Regions from separate parts of the Mus musculus genome. Here region 2 is linked to region 1. The links are chromatin contacts, called in public Hi-C maps. All regions are on one chromosome and are shown on one strand. The core of a region is the stretch at or near the end of the contact, and the rest is flanking DNA. Distances in the headings are between cores, read along the strand shown. Region 1 has its middle 8.9 kb from the start of Gm31258. Region 2 holds the start of 9430053O09Rik (a long non-coding RNA gene).

Region 1 (7,388 bases), core at 1,314-3,813:
GATAGTTTAGTAAAACATTTGGATGTGAAAAGTACAGGGATGTTATGGGTGCTCTAGTTTCTAGCCTAGAGCAGATACTACCTGAGTTATACACAACATGGATACCTTTTCATACATACATTCTATGTTTCAGGTGCCACAATAACAGAGGGTTAATCAAAATAGGAGATCTGGGACTCTTTGTAAAAACCCAGGTGGCTGTAAAGTGTGAGCTTATAGCTGGGTCCTCTGTTCTGTTCTATGGACCAATATGTGTGTGTGTGTGTTTTTTTTTTTTATTTTATTCATTTTGTTTCATTTACATTCCAAATGTTGATCCCCTTCCAGTTTCTCCTCCTTGAGTTCTTCACACCCTTCTTCCTCCCCTTTGCTTCTGAGAGGGTGCTCACTGGCCCATCTCCCCACTCCCACATCACCTGTGCCAGAATCCACCTTTTCTTGGGGCGTCATGTTTCTACAGGATTAAGTGTGCCCTTTCTCACTGAACTCTAAGGGAGCCAGTTTTTAGGCCAACATTTTTTTCCCCTTAGGACTATAGCTTGGTCATATAACTTTAATTAATGATGGTGTTACCTCCAGCAGCTTATATGTTTATCTTTAAGGATTGTTTTTGATATTCTGATTTTTTTTTTTTTTTGCTTCACGTGAATTTTAAGATTACTTTTTAAAAATTCTATGAAAAAGTCCTTAGGAGTTGTAATAAAGATTGTATTGAGTCTGTAGATTGATTTTGATAGGATGCCATTTTTCAACATCATTTCTACTAATCCATGACCATGGAGGGCTTTCCATCTTCTGGTGTCTTCCAATTTCTTTCTTTGATGTCCTGTGTAAGAAACTTGAGCATCTATGGAAGCTCACATCTCCTAGGACATGAAACAGTCTTCAGATCCTAAAGGATGTGCATTCTATAGACGAGAGTAAACCTCTGATCATGTTTAGTGATGTATCAGTGCAATATAGTCATCCCCAAGTTAAAGCAAAACTGTAAAGCTATTCACTTGCCTTAGAAGTTGAACACAGGTCTCCAGTTCTTTTAAACTGTTTTTTGTTTGTTTGTTTGTTTTTTACTATTCATTCAACATTTTAATAATAATGTTTATGGTTTTCTTATATTAACCCAAATTCTAGCATATTAAAAAATGTTCTCCAAGAATCCTTTGGTCTTAGCCAGTTGTGATGTCTCTTTCTAAAATATTATAAAAATTTAAAAACATATACATATTATTTTTTATCAAAAGTAATTTTACTCTGTCTTTGGTAGTCACGTTTATCTAACAAAGATCTCTCAGATTAAAAAATAATATTAGAAACGTGCTGTGTAACTTTTAAGGCTAATGTTGTCACTTGGAGAATCTATTCTGTGCTGGAACACTAGTAATGCACATTTTAGGAGGTTTTAATCAGAAATGTTGCAGAAGAAATAGTCTTTTTATTTGAAGGGGTAGAGGGCTTTTAAATTGCTTATTTGAACTAGGGAAGGCCCAAGTTTGAATCCAGGCATATTTTTGAAATGCACTATTAGTCTAATCCTTCATTTTCTCCTCAATTAAAGACTTATCTGTATTCTCTCATTCACTTATCAGTAATTCGCTGAGTGTTTTAAAGTTGGTTGTTAAAAAATCCCTTTGTTTATGGCAATAAGGCAGCATTCATTTTGTGAACTTTATAAAACCACCCTCTGCCAGTTTTGGTCTTTGAGAATAGCTCTAAAGATGTGTTCCCACAGTAATTACTGATTCCAGAGATGTTCATTAAAGAATGAAGTCAGAGGCAAGCAATTGAAACAATTGTATCCCACCAAAGCCAGCTTTATTGCGCACCTTCCCTGCATCCACAGCCCTGTGAATAAACTGAGGGGGGTGGGGGAACCCATTGGAAAACATTGCACAGTATTTGTACTTTTGAGCGATAATACGTGTTTCTATTTAAATCGAATTTTCTGTAAAGGATTAGGAGAAAGCCAGGATACTTTTAATGTGTGCTCAGCTGTCCGTCATATACTTACTGAAAATGGTCACTGGTCTACTGTTTCTACATTCTATTGCCCACAGCAGAGGCCAGGATGGCTAAAGGAGTAAACCCCTAAGGATAAATCAAATCTTATTGGAGAAAAAAAGAAAACAGAAAAACAACAACGATTTTTACCAATGGCTTTGAAGCTGTCTGTTTCATTTCGAATAGATCCACGGCCGTGGGATTCAGGGAGATGAATTTGAATGTTATGGTAGCTTGCTGTCAGAACCCAAGTTACTGGAATGTTGTTTAGGTATGGCACAGTTATCCTGCAATTATGGTTTGGCCTCCCACTGAGACTTAATAGGCAAATACAGTGACAGGCTGAGGGAGAGATTTTGTGTATTTGCCTGCACTGAGATTGCTGCATTTAAACCCTTTCCAGAAGTGAAGCTTTATTTACTTCTATGGCATGAGAAAATACAATGGACAAAGGAAGGAGATCTGAGAGCATGGGTTTGGACGCATACCCTACATTTCTAGGTGCTAAGCAGGCTAGAGCCCACCATTGGTAATAAGCACCTTCCATCCTTGTTTGCATGAAAAAGGCATAGCTGACTCAGCTTGGAGCAGTTTTCTGGTCTGGGCTGCCAGACTTGAGTTCTTTCATTGGCATTATTATCCCGCTTTTGTTTAGTTGGTATTATATAATCTAGATTTCACGTACAAATATAGCTTAGTCCCATCATAATGAACATTGGATTGATCGGCCTCTGAAGGATGATTTTACTCGAAAGCATAAAGGTCCTGATTGACCCAAAACTTAACATTGGAAATCTTTATGGCAGGAGACATAGCAAGGATGGTGCAGATGAGCCAAGAAGCGGGGAGAAGCTGGCATTATGGTATCAAAAACCATTTCTTTGGAATCTGGGCAGTCAGTATTTGAAGTCTGTTGAGAAATCATGGACTCCTTCCAAGCCTCAACCTTCTCATCTGTAAAACAGAAATCTTAACGGGACCTGCCTTGACCTTTTTGCTGTTAGACAAAAAAGATATATTGATTATTAAGGTTCTTTGTTGTTAGCTTTTGTTTCCTTGGGGCCTCAGGTAACCACAGCCGACTGTGAACTGGCTGTGTGGCAGAGGGTGATCTTATTTACAGGCATATTCCATCATATCCTGCTTTGTATGGTTTTGATGACCAAACGTGGGGATTCAGACATGCCAGCGTATCGTTCTACCAACTGAGATAACTTGAGGGTCTCTTTAAGAAACATTTTGGGTTCCTGACACAGTAAGAATTGGATCAATGTTAGTTCTTATTTACTACGCCCAGCATTCCTTTTCTTTTAAAATTATTCTGATACATATGCCCACTACCAAAGTGCTTAAGAATATTTCTGTGTTTCTACCATTAATATAGACATTTTGTACCTTCATTAGAATAGGATCTCATTTTATTTTCTATTTAAAACCTGTGTAGTTGTTGTTGCTAACTACCAGTGCATGGATGTGTCCATCCATAAACATGGTTGTCTGTCTGTATCACACTCCATGTAGGCCATAATTCATGCAACAGTTCCCAGAATCCTAAGTATTCTTTGTGACTATAGATAAGAAGAGAAGAGCCTTTAATCAACACATTCTTGTTCACCAGGCCTGGCATGTTTGTCCTGTCATTAAAACTGAATGGAGATTTGCATAATGCATAGATCTTAGTCCTGGCTCTGGAGTCACATTTGATGCTGAGTTCCAGATCTAGAGCCTTCCTGGATGCTTGGTTCTCAATTCCAACTCTGGACTCTAACTTGATGCTGAAGTCTGAGTCCCACCTCTGGATCCTCATTTGATGCTTAGGTCTAAGTTCCAGCCAGGAAGCTACCATGTGTGCCAAGAGAGCTGGCCAGTAAGCTCCTGGAGATTCTGATGTTTCTTCCTCTCTTCTTATATTAGCAGCCCAGGGACTAGAGATGGCCATTACTGCACCTGTCGGATTTATGTCTTGGGGGTCTGGACTTAGGTTTTACCACTTGCAAAACTCTCCAGCCTATGACTTTTTTGTCTTACCATTTCTGAGGGTTCAGGGGTTCTCTATCGATACTTAGGCTTTGGTACCACATAGACTGATACAGGGGAAGGGTTCAAGAGCAGCAAGTTATTTCTCTCTTTGCAAAGATGAAATCTGAAAGTACTGGTAGAAACTGAAAGGATTGTAAGTATTTTCTACCATGATTTCTGATGAAATGCCATTTCTGCAACAACTACTTCAATCACCATTATCAGGTGATTTGGGAGGGTGCTAGTTTTATGAGTTGTCATCCATACATACTAACCAAATAAATAGCCAAGTAAGTAAATAAGGTGCAAATAGCCTTGATATTAGTTGTGGGTATAAAGTTTTTATAAATTATAATATATACATTTTGCATTATATAGAGAGCAGAAGAGTCTATTTGTAAGGAACTAGTTTTTTTTTTGTTTTTTGTTTTGTTGTTGTTTTTGTTTTTTGAGACAGGGTTTCTCTGTATAGCCCTGGCTGTCCTGGAACTCACTTTGTAGACCAGGCTGGCCTAGAACTCAGAAATCTGCCTGCCTCTGCCTCCCAAGTGCCACCACGTCCGGCTTGGAACTAGTTTTATATCATTAAAAGACTTTTGATTACAGTACATTTGATAAAGTTAGAGTCTATGTTTTTCTATTAAATTAATACTACCCTGATAAGTCCTAATTCAAGTTACTTTACTTTTCATTTCAGTATCTGTAGTATATTAATATAGACATTAATTTCTGGAAGAACTGTAAGAATTTAGGTAACTGAAATGTTATTCTCACCGTATAATACTCCCAGATATGCTAATGTGGAAGGTCAAAAAACCAAAGAACCAAGAAACTGCAGGCCACGTGGTTCACTGAGAGATGGAGAGCTTAGCTTGCCTTCCCCAGGGATGAGCCCCTTCAATGCTTATACAATACTAGGTCCTGAAGTCATATACACTTAAGCAGTACTGAATGAACTCAGCTGCTGTGTTTATACAGTTAAGATGTTACATGTGTATTTATGCCACAGTAATAATCAGTGAATCTGAGACAAAAAATTGAGAGGGTTTAACGGGGTACATGGGATGAACTGGAGGAAGGAGAAGTGATGTAAATTTATTGTAATTTTAAAATTAAATAAAAAATATTTTTACTGATGGCTACGAAAGCTAGTTGGCTATTTGAAAGAAGTTAATATGTGAGACAATTTAATCACCAAAAGTAAGCATGTAGTTTTCTTACGTAACCCCCCATAGGGAACAAAGAAGGCATACTGTAATTTAATGGAAGCTTGTTTTGAAAAATCCAGGTTTCCTTCCATGTGTATATATCATTTTACTAAATATCTTATTCCACACTGTGTCATTAAAGGATTTTATAAAAGTTGAATAGGCTAATCTGACCTGACACGATATTTTTAATATGTACTTTTCCTTTTAATTATGAGAACCTCAGTAACTATATTATGGTGTCAAATATTCTCCATCCTGTTTATTTCCATTAAAATTTTCCAAATTATTTTAGGATTAGCATAACTTTGTAGTCATCTGCACTGTAGGGTAGCAGTTTTCAACTTTAGCTGAACATGAAAACCACCTGGGGAGATTTAGAACCCGTCTGCCAAAGACAGCACAAAGCAATTAAATAGAAATATTTACTCCTAGAATGCTAGCCATATGATCTTGTACAATTCCCTGGGCAATTCCAATGTACAGCCAAGTTTAGCAAGTTGTGTTATTTGGAAAGAAATGCTTAGCTATTTCATTTTTTCCCCCAATTAGACATTATTGCCGTATGCTTTCCAGGAAGAGTCGTTTTTGTTCAGTTTTACACCGAAAGCAAAACTTAAACTAAAACTAAAACATTTTCATTTTGTTTCTACTTGATGTGATAGCAATGCCTCCTCCATAAAATGAAATTTTCAATAGATACCTTGGTGTTCTGGTGAAAGAAGTTGATGGCAGGTGTCCAGTTATGGATGTAATACTTTCCTGTGGATGGGGAATTGTCTGAGGGAGGAAATTTGTCTTTATTGGCTTGCACTTGACCTTTGTCCATGGAAACATAAAATGCCTCTCTTGAAGTGTTTATAATATACAGCCAAATTGTCCATTAATGACTCATAATACACTAAACTATAAAAGTTCTGTGCACTTAAACCAAGAGAGCCACATGAAACAGTAGAATCATTAGTTGTGTGTGATTCAATGGTGACAGATTTTGGGGAAGCTACAGTTTTCTTCTGCTCAAACGGGCTCTTCACTGAGGGATGAGCTATAAAACGTAGTGGTTTGGAGGATCTTCTAGCCAAATGTAAAATAAAGTTTAGTGAGCTGACCTTAAAGAGGGGCCTACATAGGCTTGTGCTAAGAGAGTGGGTCTGAGAACTCCCCCCACCCCCGCTCTGGCATATACTTGTGAAAAGATATGGGCTGGACATCCCAGTTTTTAAATTTGAAAAATGAGTCCACGCTGACCATTTAAAAAGAAAGGGTTACATAACTCTCCCTTCTATTTGGAAGAGATAAAGACTAGCTTCTATTTCTCTGTGTCATTTTACTAGGCTGTTCACATTACAGGATGATTGCCTCACATCTGAGAATTCCAAAACCCTAAATACTCTGAAATGTCAAGCCTTTTGATTTTGAAATAGACAACGTTCATGGAAGTGTACACATCTGATCTCCTCTGATGTATTATACTACAAAGCACTGCATTGCATCCAGGCTATGAGGTGTGAATGAGACATGTTTGGAAACACTCTTGAACATGAGTTCAGAGTGGGCCTCGTCTCCAAAATATCTCATAATATCTATCCAGCATGTTAAAACCTGAAAAAGAGATTCAAGGTTCCTCAAATGTCTGATCCAAGAATTTTTGATACAGAATAATATACCTATATTGGATAGTATTAAGAGTACATAAAAATTAATTAGTGGGTTGCTTTAAATTCTGTGCTGTTTTAGTGTGTATCATAAAAAAAATGTTTTTTTTTCCATTGATTTCTCAGATAGAATTTAGAAGTCACTAGTTTTCTAGATTTCTAAGAATCAATTGTTTCTCCTGAAAATTCTTTCTTGAAATCTTCTATTTTAGAATTTTCACATTAGAGTTGATTATTTGAGAAGAAATTACACCCTGAAGTCTATAGATTGGATGTTACGGCAGTTATTCTTCCATTTAAACGCAGCTTTATTGAGTTCCAGGTGAAGCTTCAAACTGATGCCCAATTGCAAGGCACCGTGTAGTGTTTCTTTCACGAGCTGGATTTGGGTGCTAAGTTGCAAAGTGTACAAACTCTGCTCTCTTTTCAAACACTGTGGCTTGCCGTTTATCCAGTGATCCTTCTCCCATTTTTTGTTTCCTTAGGCACGGTGATTTCATCAGTTTCT
Region 2 (7,388 bases), core at 1,372-3,871, 130 kb after region 1:
CAAACCCCAAAAAACAAAAACCAAGGGACACATTTGACTCCTGGTGTTTCTGAGTCGGAGCTTCAAGCTCTTTCTATTCTTCCCAGCCCACTCGATTACCCTGCAGGTTGTGGCAGACAATTCCCAGGAAAAGCTTAGACACGGAGCCTGCTTGCTTCTTGACTCCATTTTAAACCTTTTGTTCACACCAGGGTGGCATTTTTTCACACCACATGTGGCAATTTTGACTCCTAGCCAACTTGTCTTACAAAATCAAAGTCTGCAGGGTTTCCCCACCCCCACCCCCTCTGTTCACAAGGAGCTTACTGAACTCTGACTGCTGGAGAGTCTTCCCTAGCTATTGGTGCAGAAGTTTATGGAAAAATGTTTTTCCAGAGAGAGAAAGGGAGAGAGGGGAAGAAGACAGGCAGAGTGAGAAATGTCCTGCCTTGAAACACTGCAGATGAATTCTTAGATAGAATAGATGTTAACTCTGCAAATATTACTTGTGAAAAAAAACACAGAGAGCTCTATGCTTATTAATTTTTAGCATTATGCTTAATGTTAATTATAAAATCAGGATAATTAAAGAAAACACTAAGGAGATGTAAATTCCAATATGATCATGTCATTTTAAAAAGCTGCCATGTAATAATAAAATGAAAATATCTGCGGGTACATATTGTCTTTACCCTGCATTTTACAATACTCACTAGGAGCGAATGGATGTTCCTTTTGTATATGATACTGAACATGCTGTGTTTGATACTATCTCTAGCCAGGAGTAAAAGAAAAGGTTCTTCTAGAACTGTATGCTGTGAACCCCATCAATGAAATAACTGCTCCTACTTCATCTTTTTAAAGAGAATTTTCTTTCATTCTTACTTGTTTCCTTTAAAGGGTGCCTCACTCATTCACATTTTGTAATGGCAAATTGCAAAACTATAGCTGAGAAATGATATAAAACGCACTCACCAGCAAGTAATGGAAGAAACAGTATTTTACCAAATTCAAAGGTTTGTGCAGAGGCTGTTCCTCTATTTCTAGGAGGGACATGAAGGAACACAAATCTCTGAGTATATGTGATGTTATAGATAACAAGGCAGATGCAACTGTATGTAGGTTTCCCCTGGGTAAGCTTACCCTGTTTTCTTTTTATTTATTTATACTAATAAGAACATTTAAAGATAGACATTAAAAACATTTCTTCAACATACATATTAATTCATTATCTGTGTAAGAATGTCAGTAGAAGGTGGTTGTTTTAGTCAACCCATGGGTGGTAATTGTATGACTGCTTAGTTTTTCTGCAGTAGCACAGTAATCATATGTTTTAATCGTAAGTGACAAATCACAAGGCAAAAGGGAAATCAGATATTGGAAGCCATAGTAAACATCTGTAAAGTATCAAATATCAAGACCAAAGAGACTTATTGCTTATTGATATGGCATGAAAATATACTAAAGTTTTTTGCTAAAACGTCGGCACAGAGGAACAAAGCCTTTGTAGTCAATGTGAGCTGCATGTTTTATTTATCAAAATAACAACACTATTGTGCAGTAAGGAAAGAAATATAGAACAGCTACATGTGAGGGCATGTATGCCTTTGCTCCCTTCACTCAGACAACATGTAAGTAAACTCACTGCATTTGAATTATTCACTGCAGGGTTTACAATAAGAAATTTATCTGGTAAATTGAAAAGACCTCAATTAAGAAGCATGCACAAACTCACACTCATACACAGTCATATACACACATGCATGCTATGGGTAACTGTAAAACAAGAGATAGTCCATCAGAGCTTAAGAGAGAGAGGGCAGCCTGGTTTCCAGCAGAAGATGACTAGCAGGCAGAACCTCGTAGCTTTCCCTTAACACAGGGCAGTTACTTCGGTTAACTTAGAAAAAGAATGGAAAATACAAAGCATGTGATTTCCAGGAATAGATAAACCCAGACTCACTGCTTAAAAATTAATTGCAGATGGGTTTATATTCCGAGTTTTTTTTTTATGGTGCCTGAATATTTATAAAGTACATGGTTTGCTTTTCAGTTAATTTAAAAACTGACCTTTGTACAAATAGAAAGGAAAGCATTTTTTTTTTTTGCATCTAGAAATAAAATGTACAGAGGTCAAATGAAACTATTTTCATTTAAGCTAGAACAAAGAAGCTAAAGGAAACAAAATATCTGGTCAAACATGTACCTGTGTTCAACCCTCACAGAATGCTAACCAGAATCTAAACAAACAAAACAAAACAGAACAGAAAAAAACAAAAACACCCTCGTAAATCATTTGACCCTAGGAACTTTAAAGGAAGGAAAAATATTATCTAAGGTATAGTAAGTTTATAAAATAATAGTTACCTACTTTTGCAGCCAAAAATAAACGTGTGCTGAAAAATATGATTGTTGCATGTGCATCCCAAAGAGAATAAAAATCCATCTAACTCCTCTTTCTTCATTGGTAGAGGGAAGAAGCAGCTTTGATTGCTTTTAGGTTTCTTCCTTTCCACCCTTGCTGCCTAGTCCCTCTTCTCGCCAGTGTATCTTTATGTTAGGAGAAACAGAACACAATCCCAAGACAGACATATTCAAAATAAACACTTCCGGGGCCAGAGAGTAACAGGCTTGCTGCTTTTCTTTCTAGCTTCTTTTAATATGAGTTTATACGTTCTGCCACAAAATTCAACTTGTAAGTAATCCTGTGGTACTTCAGCCTAGATGAAAAGAATGCTCATTGTGAATTATATTTCATCTGTCACAATAACCTTTTTTATTCTGCCCTGGACCTCCCCCTTGCCTTTGGCAATTAGAGAAAATATGTATGCCTTTAAGTATGAAGTACTCGTTTCTTCAAATCCAACCAAACCACTCCTGATGACAGTCACAGACAGACAGTGCTTTCAAATCACCATGCTGGGGAGATGCACCCAAGACATCCTCAAGCTACCCAGTTTCACAAGGACACGGTGAAATTGGGCATTCGGGAATGAGCAGGTGCCATAAGTCTCATTAACATCAGCTGCTGGTGAGCAGCAAGGAAATTTTAGTTATATTTAAAAATTGAAATGCAAAAACCTTCTAGTTACTTTTTTAGTTAAATCGTGCCCGGAGACAGATATTATCAGTAATATTTACTTCAATATATTAAATCATAATGATTTTATTTGTCATTTGTACTTTCCTAAGCACAAAATAAGTTATGTGCTTTTAAGTATATTTCAACACTTCCAATTAATATTTTTGCTGATGTTTAAAGAAGGAGAGAAAGCAAAGAAAACACATTCCTTTCAGATAGAGTTTAGCAGACACTGTCATTCAGTTTAAAAATCAATGTGTTTATCCGGTTTACTTACTCTTATAAATTCACTGAAATCACCTTGAGAGGCTCAAGTTCACCTTTCTGGATTTAAGCCTGTTAAATAACAGACACCATCAAGTCGTCCCCGTAAAAGGATAACTTAGATGCTCGGCTTTATAGGGTGTAGTAAAAGTTAGCACACTTCTACCTACAAAGCTACAAAAAAGACCTTAAGACAGCTACAAAGGAAAACAGAGGACAGGAGAAAAAAAAGTTCCGTTTTCACAGCAAAACAAAAATCCCTGCTTGTACAGTATCCCAGGCAGTCTCCAGAACAGCTGGATAAAGGCATACGAATAATTTAAGCCAACACAAAATTCATCAAGTATGAAGAAAGAAAGAAGGAGAAAAAAAAAAAAACCAACTTGAGACTAAAATGAAAACCTTTTGGCCCACAGCACAGGTTGGGCACAAAAGTGCTGGCTAAGCTATCTATTTCACACATGCAACGACAGAAGGTTCGATATTCATTCGATCGATGAGTGAAAAGGCACAATGGCAAAATCAGACAGACTTCTTTTCAAATACAGATCTCCAATGTCCCCCTCCAGTCTGCAGCTGCACGGCTGGTGGTGTGGCTCAGACGGAGCAAGGGTTACATCAAGGCTGCTCTCTGGACCGTGCAAACAGTCTAGACCAATGACCTGCAGCATCATGCCCTTTGAAGAAGAGGCAAGTTCGGTCATGATGAAGAAGAATCGAGGCGTACCCCCTTTTAACAATAGGGAGCAGCTCGAGGCTGCAAAGAGGTAAGCAGGGTAAGAAGAAAACAGCATCTGCTTCCATGGTTACAGGCCAACTATGAGAACCTCGCTTTTCAAGGGAGTCTGTTCTCAGGCTCCCTTGTGGGGTGTGCTGTGCATTGTAAGAGAAGGCAGGTTCAGCTGAAATCGCAGAGTTATTTCAGAGTAAAATGATACGGAGCACATGGCTGGCGGGGGGGGGGGGGGGAGAGGAAACGAGTCACATGACTTAAGAACAAGACTTGGGCTGTTTTGAAATAGAATTTTTTTTCTTATAGCAATTTGGACAAAAAGTAAATGTGTATAATGCCGACAGCAATGGCAAACATGCTCTTAATTTCTTTAGTTTTATGTGATCAGAGGTCAAGGGTCAAGACACTCATCTCCCAGTGCAAGACCAGAAAGCCTATTGTTAGTGTAGCTTTATAATGTATCTTATTGTAAAATATTTCTTCTCTCTCTCTCTCTCTCTCTCTCTCTCTCTCTCTCTCTCTCTCTCTCTCTCTCTCCCCTCTTTCTCCTCTCTCTCCTCTCTCTCTGCCAGACTGTAACCTGGATGGTTATTTTTCTGAATGTCTCTCTGACTTTATTTTTCTCTGATGTTATAAGCAACATTTTCTCATTTTTACATTCGTTTCTGTGGCTATATCCCATTGGAAAACCTCCTAGGCTTGGGCAGAAACTTCCGTAGTACAGTGTTGGTATTTTAAGAGTGAAAGGATTCCCCTGTCTTTACAAATGTGCTCACAGACAATTCGAATCCATAGCAAATTCACAGCGTCTGACAACTGTTCTGTTCTTATTATTCTGGTTTTCGCTCGTATTTCACTCTCTCTGTCTTGCTTCAGTCACTCTGTGGGTGCAGATGTTAAGTTTTCCTTTCTGTGAAATGTGTAGCTAACATATGGACCTAAGGACATGCCAGCAGCTCTGGAACAACATTTAAGGAACATGAAATGTGGTCGATTCTGTATCTTTAGCAAGATCCACAGTAGCCACACAAAACACAGACACACACATACTAACACAGACTACACATTCTTCCTACCACAGTTCAGTGTTGAAAGAGGTCAGGTTTTGCCATTTTCCAGTTATGGGCTGTAGATATGTCGTGCCATCTATGCTTTGAGCCATAAAATAAAAATAGGGCAATGGAGAAGGAGATAGTGGTCCAAATGGTGATGCACACTGGCATCTTCAGATTTATTTCTGTAGAAGAGCGTTTTGAATTCAGTGTGCCAGCAGAAATGATTGTGTCCTTCCTAAAGAACAGGTTCTCAGCTTCTGATGTGGTAAGAAATACACAGACTCTGCTGTGGGCAAGCTATAGTGGAGCACCACGCGGACTCGAATTTAAAAATTCATTTCAAACACTCCCTCCCACAAAGCATTCTTTTGAAGCTTTAAACAACCAACTCCCATGATTCTGACAGTCTTATTCTGTTCATGGAGAAATCAGGAAAAGTGTTATCTGGTTTGTGTTTCTAATTTGGTTCTTGTTTTGAGCTAGGTGGATATGAGTTCATATATGTATGCTAGCTGCTTTCTCTGAATAGGTTGAGATTCATCTTTTTTTTTTTTCTTTTTTTTTATGTTGAGAAAATACCTGGGATAAGACACGAACATTCGAATTTTGCATTTCAATATTACTATTTTCATATAGTAATCATCCACACACTAGTAAAAACAGTAAGTATATTATCTTAATGCAACCACAGTGTAGTTTCTTGATGTGGCAGGAAAAAAAAATGTTGAGGTATTTCAACATCAGAGAAACTCTAAAGCAGCCACTGATCATACTTTCTGCCAAAGGTCAATAGCCAGATATTTTGTATTAGAAAAACTTATTAAGGTCTGTGGGCTGTGGCTAATGATAAAGAGGCTATTGCATAGTTTCTGGTGGGAGACTCATAGTGAGATCTCTTTATCCCTCAAGTTAATCCTTAGCTTAGTCTTGCTCTTATATTTTCAAAAATGTATTTATTTCTTATGAATATTTATATGTAAACATAAGCTATACTAACTTAAATAAAGGAATCCGCAAACATTTGGAAACATTCTCAAAGTAAATATGAGAGTTTATAAATTACTATTTATGTCTAAATGTATACATGAGAATATTTAATACTGAACATTTAAGCAAAACTAATAGCCCTTTTCCATAAAAATTCTCTCTTATCTGAGGTATTAAATTGATGATTAGTATCTATGCTGTATACAGTTATCATAAATACCCAGAATATCACAAAATATTCTGACTGGATATATTTCTTTAAATTGAAGTTTAGAGTAATTATTATGATAACCTTGTCACAATGTTGTTCAAAAATAAATCATATATTATGTAACATGTATCCACAAAATTAAAGACATCAGAACTTTTTGTTGCCTCACTGTGTGACAATGTCTTGAACATAGCATGTGCTCAATAAATGTCTCCCAAGACTGAAAGTGCAGAATCATCCAAAGTTGAGTGTTTATAGTTTTAAACTGTAATGACTTTTATATAAAACTGAACACTTTTGTCAATAGTAAGAGATTACTATCATTCATAACAGAAGTACATGATACAGTTTTTTACATAGTGAACTCAAATACTATTCTCACTGTCATTTGTATGCATTTTAAGGAGGAAAGGAGGAACATAAATGTGAGACGGGTGATGTAAATTACATAGATTTCATATCTAAAAATTGATATCTTAGGTACACAGTTTTTATGGCATTTAAAATATCAATGTATATCATATGCCTCTAAGAAGGGCATATAGCAGGCAATCAACTTTTTATAAGATGATCCACCTAATTTCAGGATCAGCCAAAGCTGAATTAGAGTAAATATAAAGTACTAATTTATACCAGTATCTTATTACACTCACTTTCACCAACAGGATTTTCTTTATCTTGAGACTAGGTGAAACAGAAATGTTATCTGTGTCAGGAATACCAGTGCTAGGATAGCATGTGTTTGGATATTTTAATACTGTAACCTGAATCCTTCCCTGCATTTTTTTTTTCTCTATAGTTAAGTCATGGAAACAATGATGGAAATAAATAAGTCCAAACACATTGAAGTTAGAAACTATTTAATAATAAATATTAGATATAGAAAATGGACAGCCATGGGGGATACTGGACAGTAATTTTTTCTTTCAGTATTTGGCTATTATATCAGGAATTTATACTACTGTATTTTTATTTATTTAGGTAGATAAACATGTCTTGATCCCTTTACCCTGCCTCGATCAACAGTACTATAATGGCCAGGTGTGCTCAAGCAAGCCTACATTTACTATATATAAT

The links. Hi-C and Micro-C count contacts between places; a contact is called where the count stands out from the background.
Region 2: a contact with region 1 is called in a Hi-C map of cerebral cortex, with 1.8 times the contacts expected there. The contact joins the promoter of 9430053O09Rik here to the enhancer-like site in region 1. A contact is called at or near these places in 2 of 484 Hi-C or Micro-C datasets (cerebral cortex and nephron progenitors), 4 of 115 datasets of contacts at active chromatin or transcription factors (embryonic forebrain, embryonic stem cells, fibro-adipogenic progenitors and 1 more) and 1 of 9 other capture datasets (embryonic trunk).

The regions. Positions count from the first base shown.
Region 1 is chr16:77,290,123-77,297,510 of GRCm38.p6, forward strand. No RefSeq gene overlaps it. Among named protein-coding and RNA genes, the nearest start is that of Gm31258, 8.9 kb to the right of the region's middle. Within about 2 kb of position 2,564, at least 30 of the 459 cell types and tissues checked have an H3K27ac peak or open chromatin away from gene starts, as enhancers often do. A contact at or near this core is called in cerebral cortex, embryonic forebrain and forebrain, where this site is marked.
Region 2 is chr16:77,417,761-77,425,148 of GRCm38.p6, forward strand. 9430053O09Rik (a long non-coding RNA gene) reads right to left here and starts at 2,622. Exons shown (of 4, transcript XR_003951960.1): 1 at 2,351-2,622. The region is part of intron 2 of Mir99ahg (Mir99a and Mirlet7c-1 host gene (non-protein coding)); the gene reads left to right.